3 separate regions of the Rattus norvegicus genome follow, and all the other regions are linked to region 2. The links are chromatin contacts, called in public Hi-C maps. All regions are on one chromosome and are shown on one strand. The core of a region is the stretch at or near the end of the contact, and the rest is flanking DNA. Distances in the headings are between cores, read along the strand shown.

Region 1 (2,948 bases), core at 82-2,581, 260 kb before region 2:
GACAGATCTCAGATTTTTCAGAACAAGTATGCAGGTTATTTAAAACTGAGTTATATATAGTCACTTAGCACCAAACACTTCTGTGTCACAGATGCTACATCTCTAGAGGAATTTTTTCCCCCAAAACTAGCATTTTCCTTCGCCAAGAACCAACAAGCCTTTATTTCTAGAAGCAAGCGCATACTTCTCCCCACCACCACCGCCGCCAAACAAACAAATCACAGACTACTGTTAAATTCTACGCTAATGAAACTGTGGAGAAACATCCCAGGCGTTGTCAGAGCCTATTTTTCATACACCACCACCAGACAGTTTGATGCAGTATTCCTGATTGCTTTTTATCGTATTTGTAAATACACTCACTAATCCACTAAATTAGGTAATTTACAAACAGGTCCTCTCAGTTATTAGTGGCCAGCAGTCAAGTTCTATTACATCTGATCCTTACACAGTTGTCCAAACATTTCCACCCAGGTTAAAGGCTCTGATCGGAAAGAGAAGGCGGCTAGCGAAATTTGGATGGGGGCAGGGTGGCAGCTGAGAGAAATCTCTGCATCTCAGCCCTCAGCGACAACATCCAGCCAGTGCCCACAGAAAAACTAAATTCGGCACCTCTTCCTCCTGTTACACTGGCAACAAAGAGGGAGTTTCCGTAACGCTCCCGTCACCCACCAGGTGCCCAATCTCCTTCCCAGACCAGTCCCCGCGCTCCCGCAGGGGCCTCGGTGCGCCGAGAGGCCGCGGTGCCCGGGGTCAAGGCACAGAGGGGGGGATGGGATAGGGAAAGAGCGGGTGGGATCTGTGAAATGGGCCCTGGAAGGGCACGGGGGCCCACTGAAGCACCTGATCCCAGCCAAGGGGACCGCAGGCCAGGGGAAATGGGCAGCTTATTAAATGGAGCCGAAACTGGAATAAGGTGGAAGAGAGGTGAAGAGCCCAAGCTGGGGTGCACCTTCTGGGGACACGGAAAACAGTCTGTGGGTGGCGGGGCGATCGGCGGAGGTGGAGAGCAGGCAGGCGGGCCCGAAGGCAAAGGAAGGGTATGCCTCCCCGGGCAGAGCGGGCGCCCGGGGCGCCTCTACCTGCAGACGGGCGGGACGGGCCGCTCAGGTGAGAAAGCGGGGGAGGGAGCGCAGCGGGCATTGGGGGCCAGACACGGGACGCAGGGGTCGGCGGGGACCAGAGGGGCGCAGGGCGCCACAGGGGCGCGGAGGGCACGGCTCCGCAGGCGCTCACAGCGCGGGGTGGCATCCGGGCGGGCGGCCGGGAGGCGGGAGCCCCTCACCTGCGCGGCGGAGGCGGAGCTGCAGCAGCCCATGGCGGGGCCGGAGGAGCCCGGAGGCGGCGCCGGGCGCGCAGCTACGCCCCGGAGCCCCTCGGCATGCGAGCCGGCGGGCGCCCGGGGAGGGCGCGGCCTGGCCCCGCACGACTCGGCGGCGACGGCAGCGACGGCGACGGCGGCAAGAACTCAGGAGGCGGCGCGGTTCGGGGCAGGCGCCGGCCACATCCCCCGGCGGCGGCGGCTGCGCGGCTCCGGCTCCGCTCCTGCTGCTGCAGCTGCTCCCCAGCAGAAAGGGGCGGGCGGCGGCGGCGGCACCTCCCCCTGGCCCCCGCCTCCCACCACCCGCTCCCAGTCCCTCTCCCGCTCCCTCTCCCGGACTGCAGCCGCCTCCTCCTCGGCGCCGCGCGCGTCTCCCATCAGACTCCCCGCCCCCAGTGCAGCGCCGCGCCGCGCGGACGGCGGGGCGACGGCAGCCAGAACGAGGCCGGGCCCTTGGGCGCGCGCCGGAGCCTGCGCGGCGCCGGGCCCATTTCGCGGTGGCACCGAGGCCGCGCTCTGCCTCGGGGCGAGAGGGCGTCTGAGGCCGAAGCTCCCGTGGACCCGGCCGGCTCACAGCCGAAATGCAGCCGACTTGCTTCCGGACGCGCGAGGCACGGGGAGCTCATCGGGGGTCGCTCCTTCTCCCGGGTGGGCGCGCCACCGAGGTCACTGACCCGAAGCTTTTTAGGGCTCTGGAAGCTGCTTATATTACCCAGAAGAGCGTACACGCAAAACCTCCCATGGAGAAGGAATGGGTGATGGAAGATGAAGAGAAAAAAGAAATCATCTGTTGCTCCTGTTCCCATTTTGCTGATGTGGACACTAACCCTTGAAGGAGGCCGACAGTGAGAGCACCCAACTGAAAAATGTAGTAAAAGAGCCAGAAATGGGAGGGGAAGGTAGTACTCCAGGCCCTCAAGTAAAAACCATGTTGGATCTTGACTAAACTTTCTTACACATGGCAGCACTCAGACACACACACACACACACACACACACACACACACACACACACACGCATACGCATCAATTCCTATTTAAAATATTTACCGAGGCACTCACTATATTACAGTCCAGAGATTTATTGGCGCTAAAATTAAACAGGCGATAAATAGGCAAAGTTGCTACTCTCTTACTAAAAAACTAAACCTGTATTAATATTCGCTAGGGTAGCAACAAGTTAGAATAGACATTCACAACCTTTAAGAAATTTCCAAAGCCAGAAAGTCTTTAGAAACAGTGTGAAGCTAGAGCAGTTTAAAAATGGAGAGAATAAACAAGGTCACGGTCAACTGTCACAGAAACGCGCATGTATCCAACACTCATATAAGCCTTCGCAACTCGCTTCATGTTGTCAAAGTGTTGCAAAGACTGGAAGCAAAAGGTTGTTTGCAAGGATACCAGAGTGAGGCTCCAGAAGTGCTGACTAAAAGACAGGTTTCAAGGTGACTCAATCGCAAAGGGGAAGTTGACTCTATGGGCATAGAAAAGAGAAATCTAAACGTGGGGTTGGGGGCCAGGGAGTAGGGTTGGGTGGGAGGGGAATGGAATGGAGACATACACCCCCTCCCCACCCCCACTCCCAAAATACTAAAGAGAATTCCGTAGTTGGTGTTTTGCATTACCGT
Region 2 (2,858 bases), core at 345-2,844:
GGTGTCAGATCTCCTGTAACTGGATTTACAGATGGTTGAAGCCTTCAAGTGGATGCTGGGAACAGAATTTAATAGGAGTACTCTCGGGAACCATACCCTTCAAACTACAAAGAGTGTGTGTGTGTGTGTGTGTGTGTGTGTGTGTGTGCGTGTGTTTTAATTGCTGTGAGATATGGAGAAGAGGAAAACTGCAGAAAAGCTTAATCTCCTAGAATCATGTGGAGAGTGGTCCTTTTCCCTTAGGCATTTTCCGTTGTACACAGATGGCCACGGACATTATTTTAAATTCTTTGCTAGTACTGGACTTTTAAAAAGTCTGGCACAGGAAATAGTTTACAGGGTATGGATGTCACTAAAAATTGGCACTGATGTTCAGTCAGTAGGATTCTGACTCTTTATGGTACTCCTCTTCCGATGACTTCAAAAGTTCCAACAAAATTCATTTTCAGAAAACTCAGAGACAGAGAGAACGCTCTCTCTAGAAAGACAGGAAGCAAGGGCTAAGGATATAGCTCAGCTGGCAGAATGCTTGCCTACTGTGCAAGGCTGGGCTCCATCTCTCCGCAACTGTACAGATTTGGGCGTGGTGCTCTGTTCCCGTAATTTTAGGCCTTGGGAGGCAAGAGGATCAGGAATTCAAGGTTATTGAGTTTATGAGCAGGCTACATGAGACTGTCTCAATTAAAACAAATAAAATAAAGGCAGAAAAACTTCATCTAACTGTGGTCGTTTGACATCATCAAAACCCACTCTTGTGACCACAGCTGCCCCCTGTGGCTTTACAGGTACCTATTACCAGTGGAGTGTGTGTGTGTGTGTGTGTGTGTGTGTGTGTGTGTGTGTGTGTGTGTGTGTGTGTCAGTCTAGAACTCTGGAAGGTAGCGGATCTTCTTTTGAAAACCGAAGTAAAGGTTTGAGGCAGAAACCAAAACAAGCTGATATTCACTTTGTCCATTCCACACCCCTTGCACCAATCTAGGACGTTTTAAAGAAGAGAAGGAAGAGACAGAAAATGATTGGCATCTGTGGGGCCGGGCGGGGGTGGGTCTGCTTTCCTTCCCAAGCTGGGGGCTGAGTAAACTAACAAAAGGAGAGAGGGAGAGAGGGAGTACGGGGGCGGGGGGGGGGAGGGAGAGAAAGAGGAAGGTAGGGAGAAAAAAACACACACAAAACAAAACAAAACAAAACACACAAACTCAAAATTCAACACCCACAAACCCCCAAACAATTGCAGAAAGAAGAGTTTAGAGGAAGCGTTTTTCCCTTTCCCACTTCTGCCGGGAATGCGGAGTCCCTGGCTCAGCTCAAGTCCGGAGTTTCCCGTTACCCGAAGCTAGCAGGTCAGGGCCGGGGCTACGAAAGCGGACCCCACGAAGCTTGCACCATCCTCCCCCAGTGTCAGCCGCGGCGCACTGTCGCCGGTTTAAGGGGCGGGCCATAGCTCCACGTGCTTTCTGCTGAGTGACTGAACTACATAAACAGAGGCCGGGAAGGAGGCGGGGAAAAAGGGAGAGAACAGCGTTTGACCGGTAGTAACCCCGGCGCTCGGCACAGCCGAATCTATAAAAGGAACTAGTCGCGGCAAAAACCAGTAATTCCGAGAGCGAGCGAGCGGGCCGGGACCGGCAGAGCCCACTTCTGTCTCTGCGGCTCAGCGCAAAGCTGGGCAGGGGGCGCCGCGGGACCCGCGCAACCACAGCCGGCTTGGGGAGCTGCTCTGCTCCCTGTCCCCACCCCCTACTTTTTTCTCCCGGTTTCTGGAAGGGTTTGTGTAGGGGTTGGGTAAACAGACGCAAACAGCAAAGTGGAAAACAGGTAAGAGGTTCTTCAGTGACTTGGGCATTTTGGTTCGGGGCCAAGGAAGCTTTGGGGAGCTCTCCATTTTGGGGACTTTGTTGGGACTCGAACTCCCATATCCCCTACTTCTGGGGATGCAAATAGGACAGGGGAGGCATAAATGGGGAAAGAATGCTCTGGGACAGATCGTGGTGACCACGGGACGCAGAACGACAGCACTCGGGTCTCCCCGAATCGGAGACCAGGGAAAGCATCTCTGGTGTCTGAGACTCGCCTCTTGGGCACAGTGAGAGCCAAGATTCCCGGGCGTCCGAGGGGAACAGCCACTGGGGTAGGGAGATGAGAGGATCCTTTACAAAGAGTCCCCCTTTGTCTAGCACCGGGTAGGCCGTCGTAGCACTTGTGGAAGTGTCACATCTGAGTCCCCACTCCATTATTTAGCTGGATCGTGTTGGCCTCTAGCTTGGAGGTCCTCTTCCCAGGACTGGGGCGGCATGTCCTTGTTTCCAAAGAACTCTAGTAAGAAGTGTCCTAAACGGGATCTTTTGTGTTATTGCGTGCTTGAGTTCTCGGGCTTTGTTCGACTCGGGGGTCCTGCCCACAGGCTTCCTGCACTCTGGAGCGCTGCATCCCCTGGCGCAAAGTGGGGGACCACTTTTGTTACTTCTAAAGACAGAAAACTTAGAAGAGAGTTTGCAGGAAGCCGAAGCTGGGGTGCCCAATTCATCCTCACCCCTTGGCCCATCTTCCTGCTTTCTGCTAGTGGTCCCTTCGGGCCGAGCACCGATTGAGAAGCTGGGGCTAGGTTTTGCAGCCGAATGACCGCAAGTAACCCCAGCGGGCAGCACAGAACTCGCAGCTCGGGTGCAGGGCTGGGCTCCGCCGCCAGGGGGTGGGGGCTGGGCGGCCTGCGGGTGGCCCCTGGAGACTGGCCCGCAGCGCCTCCTGGCAGGGGAGCCAAGGTATGGCCCGGTGTAGAGTGAGAGTCTAGTCCTTCCCTTCACTGTGAATCTAGTCAAAACTGGTGTTTCCAAACTGGGAGGAACCCTGAGGGCCGGGAA
Region 3 (2,861 bases), core at 44-2,543, 420 kb before region 2:
AAAAAGATTGTACAAAATTTGGTGGGAGAGGGACATGTACAAAGTGTAATGAACTGTGAGTGATTTTTGTGTATAGGTAAATATTCCAGAAAGAAAGAGGCCTGAGAGATGGCCCAGTGGTTAAGAGCATGTATTGATCTTACAGAAGACCGGGGTTTGAGTCCCAGCACCTGCATCTGGTAGCTCACAATTGCCAAATCACTCACAGTCCCAAGGGTTCCAGATAAGGGATGCTCAACCCAGAGAGGACGTGGCTAAACCTTAGGGACTGCAGGGAGTTGCTTGTTTCTTCACAGAAGTATGCTTCCTCCCACATGCCCACGTCCTTCCAAACAGATGTCAGCTACACTTTCCTCAGCACCAAATCCATGTCCCTGTCTAGACTACCCTAGGACAAGCACGTGCTGACCCAATATGCCCAGCCCCCTGGTACTATGCGGACATCCTACTTGGGAATAAGAGAAATTGATGTGGAAGAAAGAGATGTGTGAATCCCAGTGAAAGGAGTGTGTCTTTTTAACTTGCCTCCCACTGTGCCACACGTATGTCTCTGAGACAAAGCAAATGCTGTGTTTTCAGTAGACCATGCCCAACAGGAGGCCACTCCTTTGCAAATAATGCAAGTTTTCAACTTCCTTTCTCTTCCTGGAGTCTAATAAAAAGTAAATAGGACATTTGATCCCCTTTCTCTCTTCTTACACAACCCCTGGCATCATGCAGAACAAGACAGTATGTTCTTGTCCTGATGCTGGGGCTACGGATGGGGAGGGCACTAGAGGCCATGTATTTATTCTAAATGATGGTAGACAAAAGAGCCCTCTGGTTCAGTGTCTGAATGGCTGGAGGAGGGAGCCCTAGGCAGCTATTGCTATGGGATAGCAGGAGTAAGGTGTAAGGTTCAAGGCAGTGTGCCCAGGTCTCCAGCATCCTGCTGCCTTCCAAGAAGGCAGGAATTACTAAACTAATCGTTATTAATAGTTAACTCATCTCTGTGTGTGCTCCTAGACTTCCAAGCAAACCAGAAGCTTCCTGGAACATACAGGGTGCTCAAATGTTCTAGATCTCAGTTGGGACAGTTGGTGCATCTGAAGTCTCTCTTTCCTGATGTCTGTATTGAAAGGTTCTCTTTATACAGCGACAATGAGGAAGGTATAATCCTCCCTTCTGAAACTTTGCACATACCTTAAAAATCCTTCAAGGACAAATAAATCAGGGCTTTATTCCAGGCCTATTGTTACCCATGTGGCACTCTGTCTAGCCGCTCCCTTGGACAGGAGGTTCTATTAGCATTATTGTTCAGAATTGGCTCTCCAGGTCAGCATGCTTCCCACCTCGTGCCTTTGTGCTAACAGTAGAGTTCCGCACCTGCCTTTTCTTTTGTGTCTTGTACTCTTTTGTTTCCTGGCTCTATTTTCATTGCCATGTTCATTGCCAAAATGTATTAAGACACAATTTGCCAATATGCTGGCATTTGCAAGAAATTTGGGGTCGATAACTAGAACTCTGTTGGGTTATTACCAAAAATGTGATCCCTTTAGGTCAGAGATTAATTTTGAATCAAATCTCTCATCAAAATCTTCCCTAATGAGCAGGAAGCCACAGCCTCTTAGGCAATATGCCAATAAAAAGTCACGCTTGGGAAGGACAGGCTGAGGGACCCTCTCCTGATTTGGAGCTGGGCCAGTCAGGCACAAGTTGCTTATCTGTGATGATGGAACAACCTGGTCCATAGGCCAGGCAACCCTAGCTTTGGGGAATCACATCAGTGTCGTGGCCCAGGTTGAATGAGTAAATATTGACAGTCTGGAGTCCTCTCAGGAGTGGAGTGGGGCTGGTTAATGACTGTCAGACTCCATTTTGGAAGGACCTTCAAATGTTTACAGAGATTGGAACAGAGCATCTGTCCAAAGAGGAGTGCTGTTAGTTCATCTGTCTTAAAGGTGAGCCTCTCAGGACCACAGGGAGCGGCATGAACTGTTGGACAGTTAAACTGTTGCAGGCCCAAGGGTTCACTGACTAGCCTTCTGATGACTCGCTGTATCAACAGAGGGGAGAAGAAGGGAGACCCACCAGCTGAGCTCAGCTAGCTAGGCCAAGGTTTCATACTTAGCATTTTATCACCTTTCCCCCACTGAATCCTCAGAGCATCTCTGGCTCCCTAGTGCCCAGTAAAGAGGGGAGTGACTTGCCAAAGTGATGGAGTTGGCCAGATCCGAGTTTAAATTTATTAGATTTCTATGCTGCTTCCGCCTAGGCATGACAAACGAAAGATACATAGGATATTGTTGAAGACCAAGCAGGATGGGCGGGGGGGGGGGGGAGAGAAAATGGGACAGCTTGTCCACCTTCCAGAAATGAGGTCTTGATTGTATACATGTTCCCCAAAGTGAGCAAGTCACCCTGTGGTGGAAACACACCCATCACCACTTATCATTTAAACAAACAAACAACAAACAAAACATCTAATTGCCCAAAAGTGAGAGACTTGCTAAATGGACTGGTAATTTTTGTGTTGAATCTGTGTGAAATTCCCAACTACCAATTATCAAATACAGCCTTAACCAAGAGTTAGCCTGGATTCAGCTACTGTTAGAGGGTGAACTGTTGCCACCCCCGCTCACACTTCCACCCCTAGGAATGCAAAGGACTCCCTTTTGTTTTCCCCTATCTCATTTGGAATCTTTAATAAGAAATAGAGATGAACTTGAAAACAAGGTCTGGGAATACATCCCTTAGTTAAAAAGTTGAGTGCATTGTTAGTGAAAACCCGGAATATTTACAGTAAAACAACAAAACAACGAAAAACCCCACCGAGCCAGGTAAGGTGATTGAAGGATAGTGCCCCTCAAGTGTGCACTGAG

What was found. A called contact is a pair of places that touch in the nucleus more often than the background predicts.
Region 1: a contact with region 2 is called in a Hi-C map of Schwann cells, with 5 times the contacts expected there. The contact joins the promoter of Slc44a1 here to the promoter of Abca1 in region 2. A contact is called at or near these places in 2 of 12 Hi-C or Micro-C datasets (Schwann cells and mammary epithelial cells) and 1 of 1 datasets of contacts at active chromatin or transcription factors (oligodendrocytes).
Region 3: a contact with region 2 is called in a Hi-C map of hepatocytes, with 2.5 times the contacts expected there. The contact joins the enhancer-like site here to the promoter of Abca1 in region 2. A contact is called at or near these places in 3 of 12 Hi-C or Micro-C datasets (the Rat2 cell line, hepatocytes and mammary epithelial cells) and 1 of 1 datasets of contacts at active chromatin or transcription factors (oligodendrocytes).

What each region holds. Positions count from the first base shown.
Region 1 is chr5:72,857,383-72,860,330 of GRCr8, reverse strand. Slc44a1 (solute carrier family 44 member 1) reads right to left here and starts at 1,331. Exons shown (of 16, transcript NM_001033852.1): 1 at 1,286-1,331. The coding sequence starts at 1,318.
Region 2 is chr5:72,595,209-72,598,066 of GRCr8, reverse strand. Abca1 (ATP binding cassette subfamily A member 1) reads left to right here and starts at 1,594. Exons shown (of 50, transcript NM_178095.3): 1 at 1,594-1,815.
Region 3 is chr5:73,016,158-73,019,018 of GRCr8, reverse strand. It overlaps a transcript of Slc44a1 not described here. Among named protein-coding and RNA genes, the nearest start is that of Fsd1l, 35 kb to the left of the region's middle. Within about 2 kb of position 1,293, at least 3 of the 93 cell types and tissues checked have an H3K27ac peak or open chromatin away from gene starts, as enhancers often do. A contact at or near this core is called in hepatocytes, where this site is marked.